Linked DNA regions of Cricetulus griseus: region 1 is linked to region 2. A link is a contact called in public Hi-C data. All regions are on one chromosome and are shown on one strand. Each heading gives the region's core, a stretch centred on a gene start, on an enhancer-like site or on the middle of the called end of the contact. The rest is flanking DNA. Distances are from core to core; before and after follow the strand shown.

The links. A called contact is a pair of places that touch in the nucleus more often than the background predicts.
Region 1: a Hi-C map of liver shows a contact between it and region 2, with 4 times the contacts expected there. The contact joins two enhancer-like sites. A contact is called at or near these places in 3 of 8 Hi-C or Micro-C datasets (the CHO-K1 cell line, fibroblasts and liver).

The regions. Positions count from the first base shown.
Region 1 is chr2:242,698,681-242,705,145 of CriGri-PICRH-1.0, reverse strand. No RefSeq gene overlaps it. Among named protein-coding and RNA genes, the nearest start is that of Eya4, 220 kb to the right of the region's middle. Within about 2 kb of position 4,810, at least 1 of the 6 cell types and tissues checked has open chromatin away from gene starts, as enhancers often do.
Region 2 is chr2:242,421,274-242,427,606 of CriGri-PICRH-1.0, reverse strand. Eya4 (eyes absent homolog 4) reads left to right here. Exons shown (of 16, transcript XM_035439078.1): 11 at 3,054-3,112; 12 at 3,220-3,380; 13 at 5,824-5,938. Among named protein-coding and RNA genes, the nearest start is that of Eya4, 55 kb to the left of the region's middle. Within about 2 kb of position 2,911, at least 1 of the 6 cell types and tissues checked has open chromatin away from gene starts, as enhancers often do.

The sequences.
Region 1 (6,465 bases), core at 3,561-6,060, 280 kb before region 2:
ATTTGCTCTCCTGGTCTCTACCAGGAAACTCGCTCCCTGTAAGATAGCTTTTGGAGTGCCAGGAGGGGTAGGTAACAAGGTAGGTAACAAGATATCATTCATCTTTCTCAACCCTGGGCCCTGCATGCTGCATTTCCAACCTGTCAGACAGATGCACTCACTGCTGCAATAGTGACAAGACTGTTAATGGAGGTTACCAACTGCTTTCTTATTTGAGTCTGAGGCCTGCTGCAAGGAGGGAATTCACGCTTGGTTCTGTACACAGAGTTAAAACATATAGTCACAGGCACGAGGGGAGAACCTATTGCACTTTTCTTGTTTGATGGTCAAACAGCCTTCTAACTATTTATGTCTGTAAAGTTGTGCTAATCTCAACCTTGATCAGGGAAGCATCTTACTGAATTGGGTAATGGTTAATACAGAGGGACAGGCCTGCTGGAGCTACAGAGAACGGTCAACCTTAGAGGGGAATATGTATCTCATGTACCGCCACCCCACAAAGAAATCTTGGGAGAAGGGGAGACAAGAATGTAAGAGTCAGAGATGAGGAGGAGTTCTGTAAAATGTCTTCTGGATATGAAATGGATGTTGCATGTATGAACTCACTCATATGAACTGCACATATGAGCTTACCTGCATAAAACCCTGTACAAGGTCGAAACAGTTAAAAATTCCTGCATGGAGGAGAAAGGAGTTCCGGGGGCCCATCCTGGGCTGAGGAGCTATTGGCAGTTGGTGGCTGATGGAGAAGGAAGCATCACTTTTACTTGGGGATGTGGTCACTGGTAGGTTGGTTGCCTATGCACCAGGGGATGACCCCATACCTGTGTGTACATGGGCAGCACTAACTGGACTCAGTAAAAATAAATAAAACAGAATTCAAAGAGCCACCTATATTTGTTTTTGAGAAATGTGCATAAAAACAAGACAATGTGAGGTGTGAAGCTGAATTCACAGCTAGAAGAAAACATCAGATGAAATAGCTGCTGCCTGGTGTAAATGCAAATATGCCTGAATTGTTAATATGCTTTTTATCCCAGTGATAAAAGCACCATTATTGAGTAAATAGAAGGGCTGATTATCATAACTAAATGCAGGATAAAACAATAAGACAGAGTAACTGACCCACCCTACCCCTGCTCCCCACCTTCACCCTTGGCTGCCCTATCTACTGAGAAGAATTTGCCCAGAGTTGAATAAATTTTCTCTCCACTCAGCCAGCCTTGCCCTCTAGTGCCCTCCACTTCCTGCCTAGGCCATGCCACCCTCTTCTGCATTCTCCAATGGCCCTTGAATGATAGCCCTTGAATGTTTTGTGTGTGTGCTCAATACATATCTGTTTTGGACTCCTTGGAGGTAAGAACACCTCATCATCACTCCGTGCACAAGTGTTCCCATAACGCCTGCCTGAAGGTTAAGTATAGAAAGAATGCACACATGACTTACACTCCCCACCTAAGCCCACTGTACATGAGGGCCGCCACAGAAGCAGTTTAGCTGAGCTGGGCCAGTGGAAACTGACTGCATGACGAGAGGAGAGCTGATGGACAAATGATAGCTTTCATATCACAGGAATACACATTCAGCATTCAGGAAGGAAGCTGTCAATGAGTCACAAAGCTCTGAAAAGAAAATGCAGTCTGGGTCTTGAGGGAGTAGTCATTCGTGCTCAGCTCCTCTTACAGGGAGGCAGTGCAGACGGAGCACTTGCAGCGACTTTCAAGTAATGGGGGAATTTTGACTTTGAAAAGTTTGAAACGATGGAGCCCTGCTTTTGTTTTCTTTTAAGGATTTGTTTTTAGTTATGCTCGTATGGGTCTGATTGTGTGGGGGTTTGCACATGAGTGCAGTTTCCACAGAGTCCAGGATAGGGCTGCCAGATCCTGTGAAGCTGAAGAGACAGGTGGTTGTGAGCCAGCTGACGTGGGTGCTGGGAACTGGACTGAAATCCTCTGCAGGAGCAGTATGCGCTATTAATTGCTTAGCCATCTCTCCAGTCCCACTTTAACTTTTTTTTAAGAATAGCCTGGAAGCCAAGAAAACATGAGACTAAGCCACAAAGGATGCACAGATCCCCCTGTGATCTCTAAGCAGGAACTTCACTCAGAACATCATCTACACTTTATACTTTGTACCTTACACTTTATACAGTACAAATTTATACGCCAGCTTTACAACTATATTTGCACTGGGGTGTCTATGTTTAATGCATGGATCCTTCAGGTCTGTCCTTAAAGGAGGAAAGCTAAGCTCTGTTCAGACCTGGATGACAGTAAGAAGGGTTCAACTGTGAAAAGGCGACCTTATTACTCGGGTTTAAATCTGTGTTGTGCAGCAGCTTGTTTTTCTGACTTCCAGAACTTCCTTTGAGCCTCTGATAAACACAAAACTAAGCTGAGAAAAAAAAGGGTATCCACAGCAGCACCTCTGGATGCCCGTCAAGCTGCTCAAGTAGTTTTGCAGGGACTGGTGGGGGTGGAATGCTGGGAAAATAACAGCACTGGAAACAAAGAAGGCTGGGTTTATCTCAACTTTTTATATCCAACTAAAGCACACTTCACCTGCAAATAGTGATTATTAAGTTTCTTTCAAGGGAATGAGGCCCGAGCCTCATGATCGCTGCAGGTGTGAACTCCTAGGAGCCTTTTCTTTGAGGGAAAGAACGTTAGTCATTATTCATGGGTGAGATAGTCTATTTATTCTGCAGCAAGAAGGAATTCCTGTTTTATCTTCTTAAAACACGAGACCTTCAATTTTGTAAGCCTCACAACAATGAAAGATTCGTTCTTAGAATTATGTTCAGAAAAGGCTTGTTTCTGTCTCTCACTTATTTTTAAATACTTGAATTTCTCTGCATCACTAAAATGTCAGTCAGTAAGAATGTATGGTGTATGGTTAGATGCGTGATAATTAATTATTCAATAAACTTTTCAAAGACATCTGGTCAATCTAGACTGATATTAGTATCTCAGAACACAGACGCACTCCAGCGAAAGGACAAGGCAGTAACTGCATGAGTTGTTAGAATAAACAAGTCATTGGGTACTGTCTACAAAGCTTCAGTGGCACTCAGATTTTAATTCATTTGAAAATTAACTGACAGAAGACATTCATAATACATTACTTGACAAGCTCTTACTTGACCTAATTATATCATCTCATACTTTTCTCCTTTTAATTTCTCAAAAACATGCTTGAAGTACACATATATTTTAGGTTGGTCTTTTTCTTTTCTTGTTTTACATTTTTATTACACTGAGAGACAGATGGGAGAGAGGGAGAGAGAGAGAGAGAGAGAGAGAGAGAGAGAGAGAGAGAGAGAGAGAGAGCCTGTGAGCACAAGCACAGCATATACAGAATATATGTGGTACTGGAGGGCAATTTGTAGATGTTGTATCCTCCTACCAAAAGGATCCCAGGAGAGAACTCAGGTCATGCTTGGTGGCAATCACCTTTACATGATGATATTTTCCATGTAGGTCAGGCTGGTCTCAAACTCATGGCAGCTTTCCTGCCTCAGCTTCCTTAGTGCTGGGATTACAAGCATGTGTCTACACGAACGCATCGCCATGCCCAATTTAGCAGTCTCTTCCTTTGTGTCAAATAGTACAATCAGTCAATCAGTATAGTACCAATTCTTTAAATTCATTTTGTAATTGCAGAACTGAAGACCAGGAATGAAATAATAAAACCATTTTAATTTTCAAATTTGTCTTTGATTTTTAAAAATCATTTCTGATCAAAAATAAAATGAAAAAAAATGGAGAAACCTTCATTCTACAACCAGAATACATGTGGTGGAGTTACAAGCTAATTCCTCCCTACAGTGGGATGAGATATAGATGAGCCACAGAACCAAAACTTCTATGTCAAACAACCAATAGTTAGGAAAATTACAAAATCAATTAGAAAAGGAACTGTAACTATCAGATTAACAAATATGACAAGTAAATAGGTGTTTATTTAATTTAGCCATGGTAGCTATTTAGGTAGATAATCCCAAATTTAAGGTACAGATTATGCCCATACCTATCTCACTGGCTTTACTCTAAATAATAAAGCCTCAGCTTTAATTTGGGGCAAAGAGAGGACAGTGAGGTGTTGGAATATAGGCCTAGTAAGATTTATTCCATCATTGAAGTTTAGAGGAATTTCTTATTAAAAAATATTTCATCTTAACTAAATTCAATGGGCATATGAATTTGTTTGTAATTTCTTCTAATTTGTTTGGGGAAAACAAACCTCATTATAGCCAATAGGCAAATAAAATTTTGGTCAAGCTAGTGAAAATGCCAATTCTTTCATTTTGGGAATGGGGCATTTAGCCACCCAAACTCCAGAAACCATGCCTTTCTCTTCCACTAGAAAGCTTTTTACCATAGGCTGGTTGAAACATCAAACTTATGATCACGGGGGATAATGTGTTCCCATATTTTGTCAATCATCTGTGTGGAGAATGACAGGAGAATTCTTAAGGCTCTGCCAAGCCACAGGATGTAAAGCCAGAGAGAACTCACAAATAACAAACTACCGGCCAATCACTCTAGTGCGTTTCCATTTGCTAAGAAAACATGTTCACTAAAATGTGTAGAGTTGAAGCATCTTTTCCAAAAACAAAGCTATACCAGTCTGTCAGGTCAAGACACACAAAACACAGCTTCAAGATCAGTCCAGCTTCCACCAACCTTTTGTCCAGTGGCTTCTTGTTGCCACTACTGCATTGACATGGCTTTGTTTTCCTGACTGTGCTGTGTGGCTGCTCCACTATACCCTTGGCAAGATATTTACTCCCTCTCTCTAGCCTGTTCTCTTTGGCAATGAGAGCTGAATCTATTTTTAGGTCCTGCCTATTCTTTTGCCTGTCTCAGTCTTGGCCCTCAGAGAGGCTGGGGAGCTGTCAGATCACTGCCCGAGGTGTGTGTCCTTCCTACTCCAGAATTCTACTTCCCCCATTCAAAAGTGAATCTAGATGGGAGATGATTTCCACTGGTGCAACTCTCCAAGCTCCATAGTGTCCCAGGCCAGATGAGCACTTGGTCTGCATTTCTCTACTCTAAGGAGGAAAAGCACCCAGCAGCTTCTCCGACAACTGTCTCAAAGTGAAGTAGAAATTGCTCTCAAATGTTAGTTATAAATGTGTAATCTGAACTCCAGCCACTCCACAGGGCTGCAGAAGAATTTACGACGTGCTAAATATTTCCTTTGTTCTTCCTAGTGGTAGCCTGCTGCAGCAATTAGAGGGCAGCCCACTCCACATGCAAACACTGCATTTTCTAAAGGATTGCTGATAACTGCTCCACAGGCTCACACACAGAACCACCGGCCCACTGAACACGATTTTTCTTGTGGTTCAGAATTAAGAATTTTCAATTTCCTTTCACAATCCTAGTTTCTGAAACATGTTCAAAACTGTTCTTCCTTCATCCTGGAGCCTTTTTCATTGCTCCTTTAAAAGGCAGGAGGAGAGGTCAAGGTGACTGCAAGAAGGTGGTGGAAGACTCAGTTCTCAGGCTGTGAACACCTCCAACCTTTCCAAACCATATAAAGGTCCTTTGTGTTGCTATCAAAAACACCTCTGACCTCCTCTTTCTTATTTTCATAGAGACTGACAGCACAGTCCCATCCTTCATAAAACAGCAAAAAATCTGCCAATATCATCCTTTTTCAGAAGCCAGACACGATTAATCAGCAGCAGGAGGCAACATGGCTTCAATTAGCTTCATAGTGTATAATAAATTCTCAGTCATTCACTGTGTGTGCTGGCTTTAGTGGTGGGCGTGTTTTTAAATGCTGTACATACATTAATTCTATGAGGATATTACAATTTTGCCTCCACTCAGTCTTGAAGAACAGACTGCCCCAGATCACATTTACCCATTTATGAGAACTGGAAATGGTTCCAAAACAATGGACTTTGAGAGTTAACAGACAGGTGTGCCACTAACTTCCTATGGCATCCCAGAAAAGTTACTGAGCTTCTCGGTGCCACAAATTCACCATCTATAAAATGGGATTATCATAGTACTCACATTACAGGGGCTGTGTGAAGGTTAAATGCATAATACATTAGCACTTAGAACAATGCCAGTCATAGAAAATGTGGGATAGAGAGACCTGTTAATAACCCACACGTGAGGAATCTGGAGGGATGGCCCGGCAGTTAACTTGCGGAGGATGCGAGCTCAGCTACGGTGGCTCACAGTGCCTGTAACTCCAGATCTAGAGGATCCTACACTCCTGGCCTTCTTGGACACCCGCATTCGTGTGTACATACCCCTACAAAAGCACACATGCATACCTGTAATGAAAACTATAAAGTAAACCTAAATAAAGATAGTTCACACCAGTTGTCTACCAAATAAGCCTAGGGAAAAAAAAAATCAATGACACCTTTACTGCACTGGTCTCTATTTAACACCAAGATAATCAAAGACAGCAGAGAGCTCTTCACCATCCCTCCTGACA
Region 2 (6,333 bases), core at 1,662-4,161:
GATTTGGAAGACCCTCAAACCTAACTTCAAATACAGAATTCATGGTCCAATACGTTTGATATACTGTTGTCCTCAGGAGTAAAAAAAAAAAATGAATTTGGGGGCAAGTTATGCACAAATTAATCATGTAAGCATAATACTTGAAGCATCAAGGGAGCTTTTCAAAAAATTAGAACCAAAATGTACTGAAGAATGACTTCTGGTGGTTGGAGGAGCTCACAAAAATCTCCCTGCCCATTTGGGGGGATTTAAGTAAGTTTATTACATAAGAGAGACATGATATTATTTACTTGAAGAAAGATTTTGGCAGCTCACCGGAGTGAGGAGCTTCAGGTATTTATTTCAATCTAAAGTCCTCCCAAAAATGTCACAATGTCTGAGCTAGAGAGATGGCTAGTGGCTAAAAGCACTGGCTGCTCTTCCATCCAACCTGGACCTGACTCCCAGTACCTAGACAGTTGCTCACAACTATCTGTAACTCCACTCCCGCAGGATCTAACACCTATTGTGGACTCAACAGGTACCAGATACACATGTATTACCCAGATACATATGCAGGCAAGACACTCATACACATTAACATTTATTTAAAGAACTATTACCATGTCTGAAGAAGAAATACTTAGGTCATCTTGAGCTCCTTCGGTACCTCCATATTCTGGAGAGGAAACAGGTTTTCCAGCTGTCATGCTAACTATTTAGATAACTTTAAAGCTCAGTGCAGCAGCTTGCTATACTTGCATTTGAGGTTTTTATTTTTTTTTTTTGGAGGTGCAATGTTTCCTTTCATTACAGAGTAGCCTGCATCCTTGTCGTCGACTACTTCTTTGTCAAAAAAAAAGGGAAGTAGCCATAGCTCAGGCAACCTCAATTCCTTTTCTGTTCTTTTTCTTTTCCCTTGACTTATGTCATCCACATCTTCCCACAACCCTCACCATCTGGGGTATTAATTCATGTCAATATAACTTTTTGTCAGGAACTTAAAACGATTGTGGCACTCCTACCAATTACTGTCATTTGTCTAGATGTCTGCCATGTATTTAAGAAGCAATTATTTTGCTTTTTAACTAGGAGTTATTTTTATTGTTGACTACTCATTGCACATGAGTAGTTACATAAGGACATTTTCAAACAAGTATGTTATGTATCTTGAGCATATTTCCCATTCCATATCCCCCTTCCTTCCAATTTTTAAATTCCCCATTCAGTTTTTTTCACTCCCCAAATTCTGGATTGTTTTCTGCCTCCAGGATATGCCTCTAAAAATCAGTGTATCAAGATTACCTCACCCAGAAAAACCCTCAGATGATTTCTAGTTAGAATAACTCTAATAACTCTTACCTAGGAACACAGGTGGAGATTTATTAAAAAATTATGAATCTTATAATCTATATAAACTTTATAAACTATTAAAAATGTATACCTAAATTTTAAAAGGTATTCTTGTTTACACTTTCAGGGTATTTTGCATGCATGCATGTATGTGTGCCATGTGTATACACACAGCAGAAGAGGGTGTTGTCAGCTGTCCTGGGATTGCTGGGAACTAAACTGGGTTTTCTGGGAGAGCAGCAAATGCTTTTCAATGCTGAGCCATCTCTCCTTCTCAAATACATTTTGAAGCTGCATTTCAAAATTTTATTCACTGAGCTTGCCACTCAGCTTTGTGCTTGTTTTGTTGTTTATTTAGTTCATATCCATTTTCTTTACTTGGCAAATGAAGTTATCTATATCACACGCATGTGGGAGGCAGAGGACAACTTGAAGAATCAGTTCTCTCCTTCCATTTTGTGGGCTCCTGAGTTCAAACTCAGGTCCTCAGGCTCAGCTGCATGTTCTTTACCTGCTACATAACCATCCCAGTTCTGTAAGTGAAAAGAAATCTGAGTCAACTTAAATGGGATAAATATGTTCTTTGTGAAGGCTGAAGGCTGGACATTCAGTGTTTGGCTACAGATACTTCCAGGTCTATAACAAATTTGAAATGGAGAGTCTTTCTTGCATATTTTCAAGCTTGACTATTTTTTAATTGATTTTTGAATGGTAAGTGCTAACATGCAGCATCAAAATCTGTGGGTATAAGACAATCTAAAGGAAATATAAGAGGCACAAAAGCTGGGGATGTAACTCAGTAGTAAAACACTTGCATAACATTTGCAAGACTGTAGCTTCGATCTCGTGCAAAATACACACACATCACACATAAACACACTTATTGATTTATTGTGAATTGTAATCATTTGTAACTCTTAATCATGGATTTATTCCTCTTAGGGCTAGGCATTTTAAATCCTACCAGCAAATTTCACCTTAAGTCATGTAATGTTTCACTGGAACTTTGCAGATCATTTAAACACAGAACAGGACCTTTAGAACCTCAAAGAGCCCAGTTCTTATGTGGAAGCCACTGTTTGCTTTAAGCAAACTCTAAACTTGAAATCAGATCCAAAGTGGCATACTTACTAAGTTTATTTTCCTTAGTATTTGTAGTGCATTTGGTATGTAAATCTTCACTGTTTTACTTGTATTCATTGAAATTTAAAAATGCTTTTTAAGTCCGATGAAGAGAGGGTGTCAACTTCAACGGCTACTAACTTTGCTCTGTATCAGAAAACCATGACTTTCAGTAAAATAACACCCCCCCACTCTAGCAAAAAAAGCAGGAAGTCTTGGAAAGCTCACAGGACACCATGCTCTGAGGTCAAGACCCCTTTGCTGCCACTAGGCAAATAATAAGTAATAGTGACTACTTGATGGGTTCAGACCCAAGGCACAGTGTGTTTTCAGATTAGAGGTTACACTGATCTCAAAGATTCAAGAGCTCTTCATATAAGTGATTGTAAGATTAAACTTATTTTTCAAAGCATTCCAAGTTTTCAGACTGCTTTATGTGATCCTTCTGAATTTGGATCTGAAAAAGGAACTGGAACCATTTCTCCAACACAAGCATTAGATGAAGGGATGGCTGGGCCCATGCTGCCATCTTGTGGCCATAGTCCCTGGGTAAACTTGTTTGGGAAATTGGTAATATCTGCTCTCTCCTTTGCTCCTAGGAATGTGATCAAGTTCATATAGATGATGTTTCCTCAGATGACAACGGTCAGGACTTAAGGTAAGCTATACCTTACAGTCTTCCATTTCCTACAGAAATTCAGCTGTGGAATTTTGCACATGTAATTATTTCTTTTATTTCTTTTTAATGTATTTTGGGTGATGCAGTACCTACAGTTTTGCAACTGATGGCTTCCATGCAGCTGCAAGTAGTGCGAACCTTTGTTTGCCAACAGGTGTGAGAGGAGGAGTGGACTGGATGAGGAAGTTGGCTTTCCGTTACAGAAGAGTAAAGGAATTATATAACACCTACAAGAACAATGTCGGAGGTACGTGCGGCCGATTCCATCCTGTGTCAGCACCCTGGGTCTAGGTAGAATTCAAGCTGTAGTTTCATAGTGGACATTGGCCTACTGAAAAACAAATTAGCTAAAGGCTCTCATTGAAAAGTACTGAGGCCGAGTTTTTGCTTTCCTTGAATTACTTGGGGGAAATTGAATGCGCCCCTATGAAAAGACTCAGCGTTTCTGTGTGAAAGCTAGTGTTCTATCAAGATTCCAGCAGGATATTTACTTTGCTTCATTGCTAGTACTCTATTATTATCAATGAAAAATAGACAAAAGAGGTGGCCAAGAGGCCTTTGTAAAACCGAAAGCTGTGACAATCTCTGTCTGTCTGTCGGTCGTCGGTCAGTCTCTCTCTCTCTCTCTCTCTCTCTCTCTCTCTCTCTCTCTCTCTCTCTCTCTCTCTCTCTCTCTCTCTGTGTGTGTGTGTGTGTGTGTGTGTTTGTGTGTCTGTCTGTCTGTCTGTCTCTGTCTGTCTCTGACTCTCTCTCTCCCCTATCAGAATGTACAAACAATGGTTTGTGCAAGTTCAAAATGTGTTACAGATCTATTTGATCTCTTTAGAATGTGCACATCATCTGACAATGTACCTTGCCACACAGTGTAGTGCTGTTTATATTCAGTGTGGGATTTAAAAGTTCTAATACTCCGTAGGCAGTGTCTAAATCACATTATAGTTATCCATATAATTTGAGGCAGTATTTAAACCATTAACCTCAAACTACCACCCTGGCTATACTTCTCCATATGGGAAAATGGGTCCTCTTTTATTGTTAGAATCAATTTTATGTCAACAGATTCCCAAAATTAGTTTCAAGGTTGATCACATGTGATTCTTCCCACAAGCTGTTCGATTTTCTTTTAGAAGGAAATGTGGAGCAAAAACCAAAGTAGTCAGGAGAAAATGATTTTCCTAAACACATGTATGCATTCTGTATGTGTGTATGGTCACATGTATGCCATAGAACAAAATAAGTAAAATTTTTATCCACAGAAAATACATTGCACCCTCCAGTTTCACCTGGAGGATGGGGGCTGTGTGTTTGCTTCCAGTATTTTCTAGCACTGAATCACATTAAATGCTCTTTGAACATTCAGTAAGTGTAAGAAATAAGGCAGAACCGCAGACTATGTGAACATTTGAACCAACATAAATTTTGTACAGGGAAGAGTTTTATTTCCAAATAGATAACTGAGCCCTGCTCCAGCTCCAGGTTGTATTTCCTAAATCATTCTGATGCTTTGTACAAGACACTGTTGTAAAATAAAATCGATTTTGTAGGTAAAAATCAATTGTAAATAACACATTTAACTTCAAAAATAAAAACTAAACACTCATTTGAGAGGTCTGAAACATTTGTTATCTGTGTGTCTTTCCCCCATCTTACACAGAATTGTTAAAAATTACTTTAAAATTGAGAAGACTATTAATATATAGTCTTGTATCTTAGTTACTTTATGATGTAAGAGTTTATTTTCTGTCACTTATCAGCATCTTTTAAGTGAAATGTAGAAAATGAGACTTTCTAGAAAGTAAAAGTTTTAATTTTTAATAGCTTCTATTGTAAGTGCTGTGTATTTGCTCCCAGTATCTGAAATACAATTTGAGTGAGAAACCTTCCTATTGAATGGGTATTTATGTGATCTTGTTTTATCATGAAAGCATGGCTGCTTCGCTTTTCTTTCTATTTTTTCTCCTTCCCTTCCTCCCTCCCTCTCTTCCTTCTTCTTTTCCTTCTGTCAGTGTTGGGGCCTCTTACATGCTAATCATGTGATCTATCACTGGTGAAAATCCCAACATCTCTGTAAGCTAAAATTTAACATGCCTACTTTTTCTTCCCACCACTCCTTGTACTAGGATAGTATTCCTTGGGATTTTAAACATAGTTATTAATTTCTTTTTAAAACACAAAATATCATTAAGTGCAGACACTAGATTGCGAAGCATTGAAACAGCTACATACTGATTCTGGCAGTACTTTTCCAAAGTGAGACTGTAATTATGAAGAGACAATATTTTTAAACAGCACATTTGTGTTCCTGGACTGGAGGGACCCCACTGCTCATCCTGAACGGACATACGCCAGCCTCATCAACGGACTCAGGCCTAGAATTTGCTGAGCCTTCCAGCTATTGTGTTAGATTCCAGGCTCTGAGAGAGGGAAAAAACTGGGGTCTGCCTTTCCTGTGTCATATCTGAGTGTCCAGCCAAGTGTGTGACCCTTAGTGTTGTCTAGTAAGAATTCATTGAATGAATAGAGAATAGTAAGCTCTGAAAGAATGAATTCATGTTGATATAAGTCTGTACCTCTTTATTTATGACACAACCAAAATAAAAAATTGTTTACCGTAGAAGAAGAGATGCCAAATTCCATATTCCAGAGACAGTGTTCAACTCCTGACTGCACCTTGTGTTTTGCTATTTCAGGACTCCTTGGCCCAGCCAAGAGGGATGCGTGGCTGCAGTTAAGGGCAGAGATTGAAGGCCTAACAGATTCCTGGCTAACAAATGCACTTAAGTCTTTATCAATTATTAGTACTAGGTAAGTGGGATCATGGCCCTTCTACTTCAATTACATGAAAGACCTGGGTCCAACAGCACAGCAAAGCAAAACAGCTCCAATTCCTAGCATTTCACCACATCCAGTGATTCTTCAGTGTGTGTGTGTGTGTGTGTGTGTGTGTGTGTGTGTGTGTGTGTGTGTGTGTGTGTGTCATAACTACTGATAATCTCATGGGAAAATCATATAACTTGTCATGAGAAGGAATCAGTGCTGTGTTGGTAACAAAGTCCGAAGGATGATGACAAAATTAAAAGGGGACTTTTAGTAAAAAGACACATGGTTTAGATATAATAGATAATATGCACCACTTAAATTCATCAGGAAAGCACAGAAAAGCTCTTGACAACCTCTTGTTTTTGCAGTGCTTTTATAAA